2 separate regions of the Mus musculus genome follow, and region 1 is linked to region 2. The links are chromatin contacts, called in public Hi-C maps. All regions are on one chromosome and are shown on one strand. The core of a region is the stretch at or near the end of the contact, and the rest is flanking DNA. Distances in the headings are between cores, read along the strand shown.

Region 1 (3,986 bases), core at 1,423-3,922, 84 kb before region 2:
TTGGAATTTATACAATTCTATTGAAATCACCATGACAACTCTTTTACATATGGCTACTTTTATACTGAAGAGGCAGAGTTGAATAACATCATCAAAGACTAATTTCCACAAAGCTTATTATTTGTTCATTTACAGGAGGAGTTTGCCAACACTCAAAGAGAAATTTTGAAGGTGTAACCTCCTTATTTTGATGTGTGTGTGTGTGTGTGTGTGTGTGTGTGTGTGTGTGAGAGAGAGAGAGAGAGAGAGAGAGAGAGAGAGAGAACCACAGGTTAATGATGTGTGTTTCCCTTAATTGTTCTTACCTTATTTTTGAGACTATCTTATTGAATCTCTAGCTCATCACTTTGGCTAGACTGGCTGGCTAGTCAAACCCAGGAATCATCCTGACTTGGCCTCCCTCTTGCTGGCCTTTAATTGGATTTGGTGATTAAATTTCATTTTTTTCTTAATGCAGTAAGCACTTTATTGACTGAACATCTCCCTAGTTTCTCTCTTTTGTCATGAGAAATGGTTTCATTCTGTATTCACTACATAGCCCTAGCTGACCTGGAACTTGCTGTGCAGGAGCATGTTGACCTCAATCTTTTGCCAACCCTCCTGTCAGTGTCTCCCAAGGGCCATGGTTACAGGTGTGAGCTAGCACACTGAGATAGCTGGACTGTGAATCTTAAAGCTGACAAAAATGAAAGTGATCCAAATGAGTTAAGGCTAGTCTTTAGGGATGCCAATATCCAGGGAACAAGGAGGCAGAAGAACCACTGATGATGGTAAATAAACCTCAACTTAATTAAACATGTCAACTCCCAGACTGTTCTATTGCCTTGTATTTCAAACACACTCCCTAGAGGAAGATTAATTAAGTACAGCCTAGAGTAGCTACCCAGCTGGAAGCAAGACTATCTCATCAAATGTCTAATTTTGGCAAATTCCCATGTCCAGGTTTTTCCTTCATCTCCTGGAAGGTATAGACTTCTCAGACCTACACTATTCCAGGAAGGCTTGACTTCTAGATAGTAGTCTCAGTAATGTAAGGAAGAACATTCCAGTAGGTAATTGTTAGATGAAAAGCCCAGAGTACTATTTCTATCCCAACACGGAGGCTTTAATTGTGGTATCTATCTATCTATCTATCTATCTATCTATCTATCTATCTATCCATTTATTCATTTATTTATTTATATTGTTTCTGAGACATGGTCTTATTCCAGGCTTGCTTAAAACTCACTCTGTAGATGTGAGTGACTGTTGTCTTATCTAACAAGCATCATCTTGGGAGTTCAACTATGCCCCCTTACAAAATGTTTATCTCTGCCAGGCTTATTGAAGGTTTACACCCTTCATGGAAGGGTGTATGAAGTGTTGAAAGAACCTTACTAGAATATACAACCATTTCCTGGAAGGGGTTAGTGCAGTGGTTGTCAACCTTACTAATGGTGTGACCCTTTAATGCTTTTCCTCATGTTATGGTGACCTCAAACCACAAAATCATTTCATTGCTACTTCATAACTATAACTTTGCTACTGTTATGAATAGTAATGTAAACATCAGATATGTGACCCTCCCAAAGGGGTCATGACCCACAGGTTGAGAATTGCTAGGCTAGAGTATATAGGTGAGGGAAGACTTGGGAAGGGGCTCCCTCTATGTGGCTATGGGGAAAATCTCTCATCCCTGTTGGGTAAAGGCTTTCTAAGTTCAGCCTGTTAGGAGAAGGAGCACTCATACCCCTGTAAATATCCCCTTAGCTATGCTCTGTAATGAAGCCCAATACACTTATTGGCTTCCAGAGTACAGAGTGGTGGAATCAAGCCTTAGTTTATCATTAGGACCTTAGGAGAAGGTACAGACATTGTGTACATCTTCCCCTGAGAAGAAGTTTTAACAATAGTAGGCAAGGATGATCGTGAAATTGTGGTCTTCTTGTCTCCTCCTACCCATTTCAAGAATTACAGTTGTGTGTTGCTGTGTTTGATTTATGTGGTGATGGGGATGCCAGGGCTTTGTACATGTTAGGCAAGCACTCTGGCAATGGATGTAATTTTCCAGGCCAGTAAGGGAACTCTTAAGGTGGCAAGGAATTTCTCTGGAGTTTACAAGGGATATAAACTGATCAATCATTGCGGTAATCACACTGCTGTGAAGACATCATGCCTACATTAGTTCTGCAGGTAAAGGTGTTTTCAGTAAAATTGCTTTCCACTTAGGCTGAATCACCTATACAGCAGAAAGGATGACAAACTAAAGGAGGTAGTCTGTGACCTGTCAATAGAATGAACCATGGGACTAGAGGGAAGTCTAGATATCCCAAAATGCCTGACAACTGCACAGAGAAAGGCAATAGACATTGCTGAAGGAGTATAATAAATGAATACATAACAACTGAGCTTCATCTTTGCTTTTCTAACTATAAGGCTTGGCAGTCTGGCAATGCAGAAGAATTTTCTCAGTTTCTTTTCCTCCTGTGTGTGTGTGTGTGTGTGTGTGTGTGTGAGAGAGAGAGAGAGAGAGGGAGAGAGAGAGAGAGAGAGAGAACTAGAGACAGAGAGACAGACTATGGATTGAATCCAGGAATTTGTGCAAGCTTCAAGCACCACCAATGTAGCTATAGCCACAGCCTGCCTGCCTTCCTTCCTTGTTTGCTTGCTTCCTTCCTTCCTTTCTTGCCTGTTTTGGAAAAGGGATTCAATTACTCTGCACATTTACAAAATGGGGTGTGGGCCTTTAGGAGAAACTGTGAAAATTGAGCAAAATAACTTGCAAAGGTATCAGTACAAACTCCTTCCTTTTTCTCTGAAAGTACTCAGGAAGGACCAACCTGTGCCAGTTGCACCAGGAAGTATGTGTATAATAAATTAGCCTTCATATCTACACACACACACACACACACACACACACACACACACACACACCTAACTACTTATCTTAGCTTAGCTTATCTCATCTAAGAGATCAGAAGAAATCTAGAAGAACAACACTAGCAGATTTTGCAACTTGGCTTACAGAAAAACAGGTCGTGGCTTTGACCTCCACCCTGTCTCTCAACCTCCCCTCCAGCCCATTACTGTGTTCTCAGGTTTCTTCTAGCTGTTTACTCTTGACAAATTCACTACTGACCAGTAGTCAATGTAAGTAAGACCCTGATACTGGTCCACATACCATATGGGGGCTAAAGCATCACAGTAATATATAATTCCTGATTTAGAATGACTGTAGCAAGCATCCAGTCCAAAGCATCAATTCTATTCCCATTTTTTCATTGGGAAGTTGACTCCAAGGTGCTTTTAATGTGCTCATCACAGCACATTCATTTTAAGACAAAACTAAGAATAGAATTCAAGACACTTTGATACATACTCCAAACGTTATGCCATTCCCCACTCAGCCCAAGAAAAAAAAAGGTATATATAATAGAGTATACACACAGCCATCAAGATGTTAACTATCATTACTTCTTTTCTTACCAATTAAAAATTATCTAGTCTTTCAGATGCCTCCACAGAAATCTTAAGAGAACTATTTTCTTACAACATAGCTGAGGTTGATAGCATTGTGTCATTGGGCCAAAGCAACACCTGCCACCATGTAATGTATTAATCATTTTGTTAGCAAGATTGTACAGTCCAGCCTGTTTGCACACTCCTGCAGTCCCAGAACTTTGAAGATAAAGGCAGGAGACTAAGGAGTTCAAAAGCAGCTACATATGACCCTGTTTCACAAGTATTGAAACAAAGATCATTCCATCTATCATTTTATTCACTAAATTTCTGTCTAGTACTCTTAAAGCCAAAATACATGATAGGTATCTTAGTTCCAAAAATGATATGCTATACTGAGCATCATTTGTAAAGGCATGAAAAGAAGAGAGTGAAGGTTTCATGATAATGGGACCAAGGTCGTTTTAAGACTCAGATGGCAGGAAGGTATGGTGCTGCTGGAGAAAGGGAGATATCTGCTATCTTATTTGTTCTGGATAATTCATTTA
Region 2 (4,011 bases), core at 983-3,482:
GAGGTGTGGCCTTGTTGGAATAGGTGTGACCTGGTTGGAGTAGGTGTGTCCCTGTGGGTGTGGGCTTAAGACTTTCACCCCAGTTACCTGAAAGTCAGTCTTCCACTAGCAGCCTTTGGATGAAGACATAGAACTCTCAGCTCTTCCTGCAACATGACAGCCTGGATGCTGCAATACTCCCACCTTGATGATAATGGACTGAACCTCTGAACCTGTAAGCTAGCCCCAGTTAAATGTTGTTTTTTATAAGACTTGCCTTGGTCATGGTATCTGTTCACAGCAGTAAAACCCTAACTAAGACAGATTTCCAAAGTGGTTATACCAATTTGCAGTCCTATCAAAAATGGATGAGTATTCCTCTTTCTCCACATCCTTGCCAGCATGTTCTGTACTTTGAGTTTTTGATCTTAGCCATTCTGTTTGGTGTAAGGTGGAATCTCAGTGTCATTTTGGCTTGCATTTCCCTGATAACTACGAATGTTGCTTTATCTTATTATATTTTATTTTGTTATTTATTTTAAAGTGAATATTAAATGAATGAATGAATGAATGAAAACCTAGCCATTAGGGTAAAGGTTAACAATTGACCTATCACTTATACCTACTGGGAGAGGGGAAAATCCATTTTCTCCAATGGAGTGACACTGGGTATATCAAATACTCCAGGATAGGCCCCATTCTCAGTAGTTGATCTACATATAATGGACTTTGAGATTTTGTGTGTATGTTTTTATTTGGTTATAGTTTGGTGGGTCTTTTTGTTTTATATTGAATGTTGTTTTATTTTGTTTCATTGCTTTTGGGGGTCATGTTATATTGGGGTCTTGCTTGGTTTTCTTTTTAGGAAGGATTTAAAGATGAGTGGGTAGGGAGGGGAGTGATCTGGAAGGACTGAGGTGGAGAAGAATATGATTAAAATATATTTAAATTAATAAAATGTTTTAAATAATAAAATATAATAAAAAAGTAAAGAAGGAAAAATAAAGGAAGGAAGAGAGAAAGAGAAAGGAAGAAAGAAAGAAAGAAAGAAGAAAAGAAAGAAAGGAAGGAAGGAAGAAGGAAAGAAAGAAAGAAAGAAAGAAGGAAAGAAAGAAAGAAAGAAAGAAAGAAAGAAAGAAAGAAAGAAAGAAAGAAAGAAAGAAAGAAAGAAAGAAAGAAAGAAAGCTGAGCAAGCCACAAGGAGCAAGCCAGCAGCAATGTTTCTCCATGGTCCTTGTTCAAGTTCCTGCCTGGAGTTCCTGTCCTACTTGTCTCAGTGATGGAGGGAGTGTGAACTGTGAGCTGTAAGATGAGTCGACCCCTTTCCTCCCTAGGCTGCTTTTGCTCATGATAATTATCCCAGCAATAGAAAGCTAGTTCTGACACTCGCTAGCTAGGGAACATCAGCATTCTCCTGACAGCTCCCAGCTTCCTTCTTCACCTTGAGATCATTCTAGCTTCATCTGATTATGTGAGAATTCCATGAGATTTTATAAACCCATACCTGGCCACAGACTGTGCGCTTTGGAGCTGCAGGCCTCCTCATAGGCTTGGAGCTTATGAGAAATGCAGTTTCAGGCCCCAACTTTGCCCTGTGTGGTCTGAACCTGCATCTTCATAAGCCCTCCATGTCTGAAGTGCATGTGTCACTGTAACAAAAGACACATTGTAAGTAGAGAGAAATTTCTTGGACACACAGTGACTCGTTGCCTAGCTCATTCCAGGTAAGGCTAGCCATGGCTTTAGTGCCACAGCAGACACTCCACGCTTAACTCCCTGGATCCTCTTAGGAAGACCCTACTCTCTCAAATTCCAGGCTCGCGAACAGCAGGTAATTTTCTATTTCAAGCCAGAAGGAACAACCCTACCCACACACAAGTTTGAAGAATACAGTGAGGTACCAATCACAGAAACCTCACATTCAAAATGGACTTGCCACCCAGTTCAGCCCGAGAAGAGAGAAAAGATTTCGACAGATGCAGATTCAGTTCCGTGTCCGTATCAGGCCCTTCCTTGCCCAGCCTCTATGAGAGCTTAGGTTCAGTCCCCAGGGTTTCTGACCTCCTCATTTGCTTGCTTGATCTGCTCATTGCTTCTGCTTCCTACTCATGCTGAGGTTCTACTTGCCCCTTTGCGGGCAGGACAGGAGTAAGAAAAAGCATAAGAACAAAGACCCCACAGGGTCTAGACTTTCAGCGAGGGAAGAAAAGAAATCAGCAAGGAGAATGCCTTGTGCGCAGGGACGAGAGAGCTGCTGCTTCCTGTCAGAACAAATGGTGCCGCTGAGTTCCCACCACAGAAGTCAGCCCCCTCAATGTTCTGGCATGTGATTCTTTGGGAACAAAAGTGCCGTTTTGGAGTCATTAGCATTTGTAGCTATTTTATTGTATGAAAGAAATAAAACAGAATCCTTCCTGCGTGTTCTAATGAACAAAACACAGAAGCAACTTCAGCGAAGCTGGGGGTGGGGGTGGGGCAGCACTGCCTATTTATGAACAGGAAAAATGAAAGAATAACTAGGTAGGAAACCTAAGTAAGAAGATTTATGTGCTGATAAATAAAAATTCTGGAGGATCCTAGTAAGCCCATCATTCCCTTGTGAAGAAGCGCATAAGGACATAGACGCAAGGCTACTTTGGTCACAGAACTTGCTCTTTGACCAATCTTCCATGTGATATACAGAGTTTGATTTCATTTCATTAGACTTCATAGACCAGGATCGCTTTCTTTCCTTGGGCCTGAAGAAGGCTGAGAAAATCATAAACAAGCCATCATCCTAAATACCAGCCGCCAGATTTATACCATCCATTGTAGTGGAAATCAATATAGTGGGGTTCGTTTGACAGCTGAAAGTTCAGGGATAGGAAGTAATTTATCCAAGGTTGCGGCCAGTCCAAGCTGGAGGTAGGCTGAACGTCTGATCCCCTTGTGCAGCCTTTTGATATAAAACATGAACATAAAAATTGAAAGTTCTTATCTGGTAGATGTAAAACTTTTCTGTCTTGGCTTTGTTAATAAGGTACCCTCCCCCAAATATTAAGCAGTGAAGTCTCCTGAATATACCACCAAGGTTGTTATGCCAATGGATGCAGAAGCAACTTTGGGGAAAACGGATTTCAGTCTCACCCCACTTGTGAGAATTGGGTTTCCAGTCTAAGTCAGAGCAGAGAGCCCCTTTGGGTAATCCCACATGTCAAGTCTCTATTGAATATGAACTTTGAGATACTTGCTTATTCCCTTCCAGATATGTCAAATTTCAACAAAATAGGGGTAAAATCAAGTGCTAATTACCTGTAAAAAGGAAAGTGAAGTTAGGAGCTGGGGCTGGGAAGAAAGGGTCAAGAGAAAACTTTGTAGAATGAAGGTAAAAAATCTATTTTCATAGGAGTTTGGGTTAAGATTGTGTGATAAGCACCATCAAAATGTATTAGATATTAAATAGTTATCTAAGATTTGTATGTTTCATTATATGTGAATTTTAGCTTAAATACAATCCAATATAATAGAAGAATAACCAAGAAAATATTTAGGGCATAATAGAATTAATAATTAAAATAGTAAAGTTGAATTTTTAATCATCTTTAGCAGCCACAGTACATAAACATCTTCAATAACTTCTGCAAAGAAATGAAGTTTCCAGAAGCCAAAATGTGTATGGAAAGTAGAGGACATATGTTCTTGGCAATTGTCACAGTTGGCACTGCCAGAAAACCAGGTCTTTGCCCTTGAATGAAAAAGGCTTCCTTCAGCAGTCAAGCATTATAGGCTGGCTGCGTGTATGGAGCGTGGGAGAGATGCCAACGTATAGGAACTCTGCAATTTATTTCTGAAGAGACTCCTGCAGAGCAGTCGAAATTTGGCATCTAAGGATCGCTAATGTGTTCTTCCAAACAAATGTGGAAATAGGTCCAGAAGTGAGCACGGAGGAAGAAAAGCTCCACTTCAGCCTAAGATAAAGTGGGACTTGATGGTTTATGGGAAAAATTACCAAAGCATGCAGACAAATAAGAAATCTCAGCTCAGTGTGGTGCC

The links. Hi-C and Micro-C count contacts between places; a contact is called where the count stands out from the background.
Region 1: a Hi-C map of CD4 T cells shows a contact between it and region 2, with 2.4 times the contacts expected there. The contact joins two enhancer-like sites. A contact is called at or near these places in 6 of 39 promoter capture datasets (the 3T3-L1 cell line, cranial neural crest, embryonic stem cells and 2 more), 2 of 484 Hi-C or Micro-C datasets (CD4 T cells and embryonic fibroblasts) and 2 of 115 datasets of contacts at active chromatin or transcription factors (bone marrow-derived dendritic cells and extraembryonic endoderm stem cells).

The regions. Positions count from the first base shown.
Region 1 is chrX:167,035,492-167,039,477 of GRCm38.p6, reverse strand. No RefSeq gene overlaps it. Among named protein-coding and RNA genes, the nearest start is that of Gm8817, 33 kb to the left of the region's middle. Within about 2 kb of position 2,672, at least 7 of the 459 cell types and tissues checked have an H3K27ac peak or open chromatin away from gene starts, as enhancers often do.
Region 2 is chrX:166,950,967-166,954,977 of GRCm38.p6, reverse strand. No RefSeq gene overlaps it. Among named protein-coding and RNA genes, the nearest start is that of Gm30354, 68 kb to the right of the region's middle. Within about 2 kb of position 2,232, at least 42 of the 459 cell types and tissues checked have an H3K27ac peak or open chromatin away from gene starts, as enhancers often do.